Linked DNA regions of Gossypium hirsutum: region 2 is linked to region 1. Evidence: chromatin contacts called from public Hi-C data. All regions are on one chromosome and are shown on one strand. The core of a region is the stretch at or near the end of the contact, and the rest is flanking DNA. Distances in the headings are between cores, read along the strand shown. Region 1 has its middle 65 kb from the start of LOC107939077. Region 2 holds the start of LOC107939078 (ABC transporter B family member 15).

Region 1 (6,642 bases), core at 3,312-5,811:
CTTTCTTCTGTGCGTTCTTCCTCATAGGTTATGTCTTTAGCTACTCTTATACTTGTTTCAGCGACTTGTCAAAAGTAGCATTCTCAATTAGTTCTAGTGTTAGCCACTACTCAAACCAAGTCACATGTTGACTGACTTGTCTCCTCATTTCAAACTGACTGTATTTCTTTAGATTCACCTGCACACTCAACTTTTTTTTCAGCCTCATCTACTTTTGTTCCTTTAGTTATAGCCACAGACCATGTCAATACTAGTGGTGAAGCTTTGATTAGTATTGTTGTTACTAATGTTCACCCTATGGTTACTTGAGCCAAGGTTAGTATTGTTAAACCAAAAGTGTATAATATTAGTAAAATAAGTGCTTTTTAACACATTTTATAAGTGTTGTGACCCATTAGGCCGAGATGAGCCTTAGGTAGTACTAATATTTTTAATTGAGTGTATAGGATAAAGAATTAAAAGCCTAATTGATGTGGAAGCAAGGAACGAGTGATGTGCAAGCTTCCTAGGACGTCAAAGCACAAAATGAATGACACAAGGAAGAAAATACATGTTGTGTCACACCATAGATATTGTGTGGCATGACACAAGTTGACATGATGCCCAAGGATGCCAAGACTATTTTTGATATTGCATTTTATATTACATTTTCGATATTTAGGCCTTATGATTAAATATTAGAAAAATAAGTGATTTTTAACACATTTTATAAGTGTTGTGACCCATTAGACCGACACGAGCCTTTGGTAGTATTAATATGTTTAATTGAGTGTGTAGAATAAAAAATTAAAGACCCAATTGATGTGGAAGCAAGGAATGAGTGACACGTAAGCTTCCTAGGACGTCAAAGCACGAAATGAATGACACAATGAAGAAAATACATGTTGTGTCGCACCATAGATATTGTGTGGCGTGACATAGGTTGACGTGATGCCTAAGGATGCTGAGACTATTTTTGTCCAGGCAATCAACTTTATACAAAGACCTAGAACATGAAAAAGACCTAATTTGGGTTGCCAACACTTCTATAAATAGGACATTAGGGGTTTGATGTAACTAAGTCATCTTAGGTGCACTAAAAAACCCTATAGTTTAGGAGTAGAAGTAAATTAATTTTCTTTCGGCTTTTTATAAACTATTTGTTTTTCCTCTTGGAATTAGTTTCATTATATTATCCTCCGTTCCCCATTCGATATCAAATCCACGATTATTCAAATCCATTTTCTCTTTCAAATAAATCGTGTTCTTCACATGATTTATTCAATTGAGATTGAGATTATAAATAACATGAGTGGCTAAATCCCTTAGGGGAGATTAACGAGTGAATGGGGATGTAATTAACGAAGTGTTAGTTCGTATTGCTTATGTGCTTTTAAACCCTAGGCCTAACAACCTTAGGAAGTTATCATAGGCTAGACGAGGTCGGGAGATAAGTCGAACTGAGTAAATCTTAATTTATCCTGGTTGAGAAAGTGAGGTTAGAAGATAAGTGAGTATCAATCAATCAATTAGTTAATTAGAGGCTGAGAGGTAATAATTGGTTAATCGGTAGCTAATCTACCCTAAAACCCTAATCCAAAATTAATTGCAAACCTGGAAGCAACTTAATCTTCTTGATTGGTTTATTGATTTTTATCATATGTTTATTTTTCTGATTTATTTATTTTCATTATTTATTTTTATCTCATTAATCTATTTTATGGTTTATCGTAATATAAGAATTAATTATTACTACTTAGACTTGTTATTGGAAAAAGATTTTCATAATTTATTTCATCCTCCCTTGGATACGATCCTTGGAATACTTTCAAGTATTTCATTGTACTAACTATATTACAATTTGACCTGTGCACTTGCAGACATCTCTATTCTAAGTTCTTATATATTTTTGGTGTTACATTTTACTACTCGTTTATAGGCGGTCAAGTACTACTAATGGTGACCCTTTCTTGAATGTATCACACTATAGGAAGATAGTTGGTGCCCTAAAGTATATGTGTTTAGCACATCCTAACATTGCCTATAGTGTCAACAAGGCAAGTCATTTTATGAATGCCCCCTTGGACCTCATTGGCATGTTGTTAAACAAATTTTAAGGTATTTGCAAGACACTTTGGATTATGGGTTGTGTTATAAAGCCTTTTCTGCAAGTGTTCTTGAATGTTTTGTTGATGCTGACTGGACATCTTGTCCTGATGACAGACAATCTACTTCAGGTTGTGTTCTTTATCTGGGAGGTAATCCTATTGCTTGGGGATTCAAGAAATAGTTTGTGGTGTCAAGGTCTTCATCTGAGGCTGAGTACAAGAGTCTGGCCAACTCAGTATTTGAAATATTATGGATTGAGTAGCTGTTGGCAGAGATGGGTGTTACAACACTTGCCAAGTCGATTGTGTGGTGTGACAAAACATCAGCTGTTGCAATGGCAGTGAATCCCATTCATCATGCATGAATGAAACAAATAGAAATTGATTTACACTTTGTTCGAGACCAAGTAGTAAAAGGAAAGTTAGAGGTTAATTATGTTCCTTCAGGCGTCAAGTTGCTGACATTCTCACTAAGGGTGAGTTTGGATGGGCGGTGCGTTTATTTGCGATTAGTGTAAAAATAGCGGTGGCGGTGAGATTAGATATTGTAGCGATACTGTAGCGTGAGACAAAAAGTAAGCTAAACACACCGTACCGTACCGCACCGCATCCAATCGCCCATCCAAACCCACCCTAAACCTTTGTCTCAGTGAACGTTTGTTCCACTTTGGTCAAAGCTTTGAGTTTGGTCTTTTGCTGAAAGCAAGCAATACTGATAGCAGGGTGGATTTCAAACAAATTTCTTTTTCTCAACAATTTTGAAGACCAGGAGAATGTTAGAGATAGTTGTTGATTATTGACTAAGTAATTAGTAGGTACCATTCAGTTGATGGTTTGTTACAGTTATATAATTAACAAATCAATGTAATTAATATTCTTCTTCTTCTTTGTTTAGTTATCTTTTTAGTTTCTGAGAACCTAAAGGTATTTTCGAGCTCTTTCTCAAACAAACATACGTTATATACTTTGCTGTGCAAAAGCATTACATGAAAAGACTGATTGATTGAACTACAACTAAAGGCAGACACGGTTGGTGAATTCCATGGGTAAAATCCAGGTGAAAGCTTTAATATAGTAGAAGAGCAATGTACGTTTTCTCTTTTATTTGCTTCCTACTGTTGCTAATGAGTCATGAATATTCTCCCCCATTCAATATGTTCTTATATTTTCCCCTATTCTGACGTATTCAATGGGTAAATGTCAAATACGAATATCCTCATTTCTTTATTTATTTATTTCTGACTTTATATAAATTAAACATAAATACTACTGCATAAAGTTTTCTATTTCTTTTCATGAAACCTAGTTCAAACAAACCTGAGATGATGATCTTATATGTATATGAATTCGTATAACAGGAAAAAGGGTTTTGATATCTCCAGATAATATGCCTCATGGTCTGCCAATTACGGGGGAAAGAACAAAACAAAATGAGATTATTTTGACAAATGAAAAAGCAGTTAAATGATATAATGAAGTGATGAGATATGACCAAATGTAAGGTGTTTGGAATGGAAGAGAGTGATGGAGAAGGTGGGAAAATATATTATTCTCAAAACAGTGTAATATTGCACTCCAACAGCACAAGTCACCATCTCCCCCCTCCTCCCATTATTTTCTTCTTTTAATTAATTTCTCCACAAACACCAAAAGCTTTGATCCACTCCCTATGTCTTTTAAGTTCCCCAGGTATTCCGGATGGATATCGACTTGTCCTTTCAGAACATGGGGAAAATAATTTTCCCAAAAATGCTAATCCAGTCATTTTGAACATTTTGTGTAAATCCAATTTTATATAAAACATGAAACATTTTAAAAACCATTATAACATATGAAAATACACGTTAATTACAGGATGAAATACTCTAAATTAAAATGTACATACACTGAATATCATAATTCCCAAATTTTGTCACCTCAGATAACTTGTTTTAGGGTTAGTTAACTATTAAAGTTGAAAAAAAATGTTGTTATTTGAAATATTTAATAATATTTATTATTATTGTTAAAAAATGCTTTTAAAAAAGATAAAATTTCAATTTTAATATAGCTTTGTAAAGTGGACGACTAAAGGGGAGATAAAAAAAATCATTTTTTCGAAGTTTTTGACTTCCCTCCAAATCTCAGTTTAAAATCAAATTTTAGTTTGAAAAGTTGTTTGTTTAACAAATTCCTTTTTCGGATTGAAAGTATTTTTTCAACTTCAATAATAATATTAAAATCTTATTATTTAAAAAAAAATAAATATTAAAAATATTTTACAATTATTAATGTTGACAACACATTAAAGTTAAATGATATTTCGGTTGCCAGTCACTGGACTTTTAGGCTTAGGCCCAATGTTTCTGAAACCTCATTATTAGCTAACAGTAATTTAAAATTGATGTTTATTTTAAAATTCCGAAATCAGATTTTCAAAGGCCTCAGCCCAACTAATTAGACTAATATATCCTGATGGGCCAATATGATAACTAATGAAGTGTTTATAAGTCATGTATTCCTTTGCCTAGGAGGTTTCAGTTAAGCTGGTTCACAATTAAGATATTAATAATTAAAAAGTCATTTTTAGAAAGTTTTTTTGTCAAAATCTTTCGAAGAAAGGCTACGTACGTCAACTCAACTGGAAACTCGTACCACTGATAACTGATACTGGGAGACTTGGCAATTTCAATATTATCAATGAAGAGAGGGAACTGGTACAATTTGGCACTAACTAAACAAGTAGCAAGATGGGCATGGTTGGCTTCTACTATCAAATAGTTTTAGGAATATTTATGAATTTGAATCAGATTGTGGTATCAGTCCAAAGTCTGACTCTTTGCAACTCAATTAAAAAATGTTGAACATTTAACTCAACCAAAATTGAATATTTCTTAGATGTTGCTTCCAAGAATGGTGTCTTTAGTTTTGTAGATCATCTTCTGATTTTCTATAAGGATAATGTTGATTCAGTGATTAGAATTTGGAGCATTTTGTCTCACTTTTATTTGATTTCGGGTCCCCACCTCAACTCTTCTAAGAATGAGAGGTCTACACCGTTGGGGTAGGAGAAGAATATCTCAACTTTATTCAAAATTTACAAAAATACAAATAAAAATAAAAATACTCTAAATAGAAATAAAGCTGAGTATTATTATTACTCAATCAAGATAATACAAAGAAACAAAAATTGAAGTACTACACTTTTAGCTCAGTGTAAGACATCTATTTATACTCAAAACTTTCTAAAAAAAACTCAACTACTTTGACTACAAGAAGCTAACGTGCTCCTGTTTTATTTGCACAAATAAATGACCAACTATGCTACCCGACTCCTAATAAAAATGAATAACTTGACCAATTCATAACTAACAGAAAAGTTGCAATAAATTCTGACGCTCCCTCTTAGTGCAACCTTGTTGTTAATGACACCAAGAACCTCACGAAAAATTTCAAACTTGGCTTTGGCAAGTGCCTCAGTAAATATGTTAGCAACTTGATTTCCTGTTTGTATTTTCAGTAGCTCAATATCAAGAGTTAACACTTTCTCTCGAACAAAACGATAATGAGTTTCAGTGTGTTTCATACGAGCATGAAACACTAGATTTCCAGCAAGCTTTATTGCACTATTATTATCACAATAAAATTGAATTGGATGATTGAGAGTAGACACCATTTCTTAAATAAGTCTCTTGAGCCACAAACATTATTAGGTAGCCGATGTAACCGCTACATATTCTGTTTCACAACTTGAAAGAGCCATAGTGACTTGTTTTTTATTGCACCATGAAATTACAATTGAACATGTTGTAAAACAAAAAACCTGTTGTAGAGTGTTTGTCATTAACGTCACCAACCCAATCTGCATCTACAAAGCCACTTAAAAAAATGACTTAGATTTCTCATACATTAATCCATAACTTAGAGTGCCCTTTACATAACAAAGAATCTTCTTCGCTGCAATTAATGGTTGATCCATGAATTGTGAAATAACTCCTACGGAAAATGCTATATTAGGTCGTGTGATAGTTAAATAGAGCAAAACCAACAATTTAACGAAAAAGTGACACATCTTCCAACAACTTTCCTTCATTTTTAGCTAACTTGAGATAAGGTGCCATATGAGTAGTTTTTTCTCTTGACTCCTCCATACGAAACCATTGCAATAAACTTGTTGTATATCTTTTTTAAGAGACAAAATAACCATCACATGTTTCAATTTCTAAACCAAGAAAACAACGAGCTTCACCTAAACTTTTCATTTCAAAACGAACCGACAAAGCATCTTGAAGACTGTTAATTTCAGCACTATCATCACCCATAATAATCATATCATCCACAAAGTGCACAAAGTGGGTGTTTTCTTAAGAAATAAGCTTGGATCAACTTGAATATTTAAAACCAAAAAAATCAAGATATTGAGCAATCTTACCAAACCAAGCATGAAGAGCTTGCTTGAGGCCATACAACGCCTTCTTGAGTCGACACACATGATTTAGGTATTCCTTAAAGATAATTCCTCGTGACTGTTCCATGAAAATCTCACGATCTAACTCACCATAGAGAAACATTTTTT
Region 2 (6,224 bases), core at 1,591-4,090, 100 kb before region 1:
ACAATGAAAACAGTCCCTCCTGGAGCGTTATGGTACATAACCATCCTACTGCCATAATACGACATGAAAGACCAAGTGGCAAAAACAACCCCATTGCTTCCAATTGCAAGACCTTTAGCCAAGCCTTGTCTTAATCCCAACTGCACGGACACTTGTAAAGCTGCTGAGAATTCTGCAATGGTTTTACTCTCACCAACAAAGGAATAAACTGTTCTTATAGAAGATATTGCCTGTTCTGCTATAGTTCCAGCCTTATTGTATTCCTCACTTATCTTTCTAGCTATTCCTATCAACCCTCTTCCATACATTAAGCCAGGAATCACCAAAACAACAGCAAAAGGAAACCCCACTATTGCTAGTCTCCATAGCATTATGAATGCTACCATGTAACACCCAACAAATATTGCAACATTCATCAGAAAATTTGGCACCTGCATGACATGATCACCCATTAGTAGTAATTAAATTACTCGTTTTTAGTCAAGAGATTACATCGGATTTGCAAAAAGGAACCTTTTCACTGAGAACATCTTGGATTACTAGACTATCATTTGAAACACTGGTGATAACTTCAGCTGTGCTTGTAACGTGCAAATCAAAGTATCCCACATCTTGTCTTAAGATAGCTTTCAAATACCTGGCTCTCATTCTTGTCGCTTGTCTCTCGCCTGTTCTTGACCAACAAAATCCTTCTGAAAAATGACAAAAGAAAAGCACATATAAAAAAAATCATTAACTATGCCTCCATTAACCATTCCTTCAAGCCATTGAATGCTATGAATTTAAACTTACCTAGAAAACAAGCAAACCAAGACCAGCAAGCCAAATACAATAAAGCCATTGAATTCTGTCACCCACAAAACCAAATCATGTTAGATAGAAACATAGGCGAAGTCAAATATTTTGTTTACGGAGGGCGGAATTAAAAACAATTGTACAACTATTATATATACACATTATCCATTATATCTAAATTTAAATCAAAACTAAGTTTTTATGTTATATTATTTGCCTAATTTGATGGCTCAAGTTTAATATATATATTTTAAAAATTTTAGATTTATTTTTTAATTTAAAAATCTCTTTTATTTTTTAATTAAAATTTTTTGACATCATCCCAACTATATTAATTAAAAAAAAATCTTTCACCATCTACATATGTTCTATAGCTCCTTTTAAATATGTTCTAGCTCATTTTATAGAAAGCACTAAGGACGAAGCTAGAAATTTATTGTTAGGAGGTCAAAATAAAGTTGTAATAGTTTGGGGGCCAAAGATAAAAAGAAATTGCTTTAAAAAGGCTTCAATTTAATATTTTATAAATGCAAGGAACTAAAATAGCATTATACCAATTATCTAGGGGCCAAGGCTGCTTCCCTGAAAAGCACCATATTTAAATATTATATAGTATTTCAATTACTAATATTACATAAAATCTTAGAATAATTTTTTTCGATTTTCAAATATTATAAATTATGCTTCTCGTTACTATCTAAAATTTTTTTTATAACTATTGAAGTCTCAACATTTAGGAAATTATAATAAAATTATTCAATATTATGATATAAAAACATGAAATGATATTAATTTAGAAGAAGTGAAATAAGGAATCTTCAATTTATATTAAGAATAAGCATAATTTAAGTTTATTATTTTTGAATAAAAAATATTACTAACAAAATAACAAAAGTAAATATATATTAATTTGATTAATAAAAATGTAAAAAAAGTAAAACTAAAAAAAGTAATAAGTGATATATATTAAAAGTGTTATGAAAATGAAATTTTATTAGAATTAAATTGAAAAGGGGTAAAATATAAATTATAATTGTGAGGGACGAAATCTAATTTTAGATGATATAAGAATAATTTAATGTTGCAGTTTTACCCTTGTTTATCTTAAATAGCCTAAACAATAAGAATCGTCTTAAAATTTTGAGGGGGGTTGGGGCCCATGCCTGGCTACGCCCTTCTTTTTACTGTTTTGCATGTATGTTTTGGAAAAAAAAACGAAGAAAGACCTTGTTGATGTTATGAATGAACATGTCTGCAGTGAAAGCTGAAGAACCACCAAGATTGTTCATCAACTTGCTAGTAACAAGCAATACAAGAGGTGTAGAAAAACCATCACCAACGGCTCCGATGAAGCCAAGAGTCATCAACCACATATCTACATCATCCGCATGCATGAAAATTGACCTTATGGATCCGTTTATCTTCTTCAGTTTCTCCTTCTCATTACCCATTTTTTTTTCTTTTGAGAAGAAAATAAAAACAGGACCCAAAGAATCTCTAAACCACTTAGGATAGTACCGGGTGTTTCGTGCTTTTGCTTTCCTCCAAAACTAGTTGTCTTTTAAGACAAGTGAGAAGAGAAACAAGTGACAGGGTGATGCTTTTGGCCAAGTATTAAGAAAGAAACATGAGCAATGTCTTGTATATATAGCTATTCTTCGTGTTGTGTGGCTTTGAGTTGGTAGTGAAGAGTAAACCACTGAAAGGAAAAATAATAAAAAAGGGGTATATTTATATGGTTACTAAAATAGTAAAAAAAGAAAGTAAATAGACCATGGATGTTGAAACAGCAAACCGTCCACCGATTTTTACATAATTGGACCAGATTAACTTGGATCGGACCAAAAAAGCCCACTTTTAAAAACTCTAAGCTAGCCCAGCCCAAGTTAGTTAAAGCAAATGAAACAAAAAAGCCCTACCCTCTGTTCGCCTCTCCCCCTGCTCGCCCTCGCCTAACAAAGGGAAACTAAACACTACACGGAATACGGAGAATTGACCAGGAAATGTGAAAAGGAAAACTATTAGTAGTATAAAACTTGAAAAGTGGGTGCTGCATTTATGGGGAGAAAATAATAATGTTAAAAACTCGGTGGAAGATAGCTGTCAACCATTTAACCACTATCCTATTTTTAAAAAGAATATCATTTAATCAATTTTAAATAGTAATATAATAATTTATTTGACTCTCTAATTTTATGAAACAAATTATTTTAATCATTCATTTAATTTTAATCTGTCAACTATTTTTTTTGTCAAAACATCCTTAAATGGATAAAAAAGTTAACATATACTAAACTATACTAACGTGAAATTCACGTAATAGTCTACATGCATGTAGAGGTGTCCATGTGTTGGGTCTGTCTCAAAAAAAGATTTCGACCCGCGTCCTAGGCTCGGGCCTGGTCTGACCCGAAATATGAGTCTGAAATTTTGTCCAGTCCCAGCTCGAGAAAAAATTCTTAAGCACGAGTCGGGTCCGGCCCGGCCCATTTTTTTAATATACACCAAAAATTTATTTTAAAAATAAAAAATAATAAAAAAGTATTTTAAAATTAATAAAATTAAAAAAATATATTTATTATATTCGGGCCGGTCCGGCCAAAAAAGTGGTGCACGAGGCCCAGCCCGTTTTCTAAACCGGTCTAGTTTTTTTTGCCCAAACCCATATTTCGGGCCTATATTTTTACCCGAACCCTCCCATATTTCAGGTGGGCCATCGGGCCAGGCCAGGCCGCCAGACCCATGGACACCTCTACATGCATGTCATGCAAGCAATTATTTAAAAAATTTTAAAAAATGCTAAAATCTATTTAAAATTTAAGAAAATAATAGAAAATTGTTAAAATTTTTTTGAGAATTCAAAAAATTGTTAAAAATGCAAAAAGAATAAAAATTATTTAAAATTTATAGAAAATTATAAAATTTATTTAAAAAATTAAAAATTATTTAAAAAACAAGGCGGAAAAATTCCAAAACATATGAGAATAAGATGTCTCTGATGACATTTTGCAACTTTTCGAATATATTTAATAATCATTTTGTAATCTTTTGAAATTGAGTGATCAAGATGTAAATGTACTGATTTTAATGATCTTAGGTGCAATTTATCAGATTTAATTTTAGATATTATTTTTATTAAATTTTTATAAATTGTATATTTAAATTATAATCAAAGTTTAAGAGAATTATTAATGGCGGATATCCAAATCCGCAGCGATCCGAATCCCATATGGTAGCATCGAAACCATAATCTAAAACCTCTTTCCTCGTAACACTTAGAGGACCAAATCGGTGGCAGGAAGTTGAATAGGGATGACATTTGTTGCAGTTGAGGCGTGGAGACCCTTGTGCCGGCATTGCAGAGAGTTGAAAGAGTTGCATGCCATTGTATTTAGGGATATTTCAAACGGTGGATTCTATTATTAGTCGAATCGAATTATTATTAATTGAATTATTTGAAATATAAAAGTTTTTAATTGTTAATCGAATCGAGACTTTTTGAAAATATATTAACCAAATTGAAATATTTCGATTAATTCGGTCGGTTAATTGAATTAACCGAAATTTGTATGTTTTTATCTTTTGATTAAAACAAATATAAAACATAAAAAAAATACATTGCTAAATGTTCATTTTCTTTGTTTAATAGTTTAAAAAACTTTAAATAGAGGTAAAAACAACAAATAAGACATTAGAAATAACTTTAAATAATATATTATTTATTTTGATTAATTTGGTTAATTACTCGGTTTCGAACCAAATTAATCGATAATTAAAATTTCAAAAAATTATTAATCGACTTCCAACCGGATTAAATTCGACCATCAATCGATTAACCGAATTAAATCGATTAATTCAAATTTACCGTATTGTGAACACCATTAATTGTATCTGTGGAGGAGAACAAGCGTTTAACGAGATTTCCACCCAACACCAAAAGCAATAACAATGGTAATCATAAGCTTTTGCTTGATCAAATTGATCTAACCAAAGCTTTGACCAACCAAGAGGACCAACAAAGTTTAGTTTAAAATTGAAGTATTTAATATTACTAATAAAAAGTGGTTTTGAAAAGTTAAAATGACTATTTTAAAAAAGATGTAAAATAGAAAAAAATATGCATTTAAATGATATTCAAAATTGTTAAGATTATAATATATAAAATGTATCAACTTAACTTATAAAAAAATATTGCAATTCATTATTAATATTTTTATATATAAAATATGAATTTAAAATACTTTTAAGCAAATAATATAATTTTTTTTGTAAAATTTAATTTGAATATAAATTATATTTCAAATATTAAAATCACATATAAATAGAATTATTACCAATTCAAATATATAATGATATATATTTGAAATATATTTCGCAACGAAAATAATTATCTAATATAATTATTACAATAAATTACAATAAATGAAAAATGAAAGTATTATATATTATATATATTTAATATTTTTAATTTTTTAAAGGCGAGTAAATATTTCAACATAATTCTTCAAAAAAATTTAATAACAAGATATATGGTTTTTTTTATAACATATTATAATATTTTTACCCATTTAATTTATATATAAAAGGATAAAATGATAATTTAATATAATAGACAGAACAAACAATTATCATAATCACTCTATACCCATAATACAAAAAATAAAAATAAAAAGAATCCACCCTACCCTACCCTACATTCACTTTTCAAAAAATAAAATATCCACCATTCGAAGTGAATTGGATAGATTCTCATATCCACTATATAATAATAATAATAATAATAATAATAATAATAATAATAATAATCCACCTCACCCTACATTCACTTTTCAAAAAAATAAAACCCTCCACCATTCGTAGCGAATTGGTTCGAAATCTATCGGGTTCGAAATCTATCGGGTGGTTTAAGTTTTGCCATTATTAATCTTAGAAAAATTATTGGTAAAAATAGGAAATTGTTAGTATTAACTAGTTAGAAGTTTCTAAAAAAGAATTAAGCATTAAAGTAATAGTTTTTCAAAGAAGAAACAACAAATCTTATTTGAATGACAATAACACTGAAAAAAGATGAAAAGATAAATTTAATTGATGATGAAGTAATATAATATAATGATTTTTTAAAATTTTTTTAAAAGTTAGTTATATTGTGTGAAGCCTTATTTCAAACAAAGTTGAATTTCATCAACAAATTTTTTTTAATATCATTAAATGTGTTTTATTAATTTAGTGTAAATGTCTTTTGTTATTTTTAAATTATTATAATTGCAAAATTCACCCTCAATGTTTTAGAGTTTTTTTCCACTTCAGCTCGTAACATTTTTTTTGTTTCAATCTCATCTTAATATTGTAAAAAATTTCAGATAAAACCAGAATTAATAAAAATAGTTAGTCAATTAACGGTCAATAATTTTATTCAACGTCATCTGACA

What was found. Hi-C and Micro-C count contacts between places; a contact is called where the count stands out from the background.
Region 2: a contact with region 1 is called in a Hi-C map of leaf, with 4 times the contacts expected there. The contact joins the promoter of LOC107939078 here to the enhancer-like site in region 1. A contact is called at or near these places in 15 of 34 Hi-C or Micro-C datasets (anther, callus, cotyledon and 5 more).

What each region holds. Positions count from the first base shown.
Region 1 is chrD04:9,037,695-9,044,336 of Gossypium_hirsutum_v2.1, reverse strand. No RefSeq gene overlaps it. Among protein-coding and RNA genes, the nearest start is that of LOC107939077, 65 kb to the right of the region's middle. Within about 2 kb of position 4,561, at least 1 of the 9 cell types and tissues checked has an H3K27ac peak or open chromatin away from gene starts, as enhancers often do. A contact at or near this core is called in leaf, where this site is marked.
Region 2 is chrD04:9,138,340-9,144,563 of Gossypium_hirsutum_v2.1, reverse strand. LOC107939078 (ABC transporter B family member 15) reads right to left here and starts at 2,840. Exons shown (of 7, transcript XM_016872362.2): 1 at 2,022-2,840; 2 at 793-847; 3 at 514-692; 4 at 1-431. The coding sequence starts at 2,246.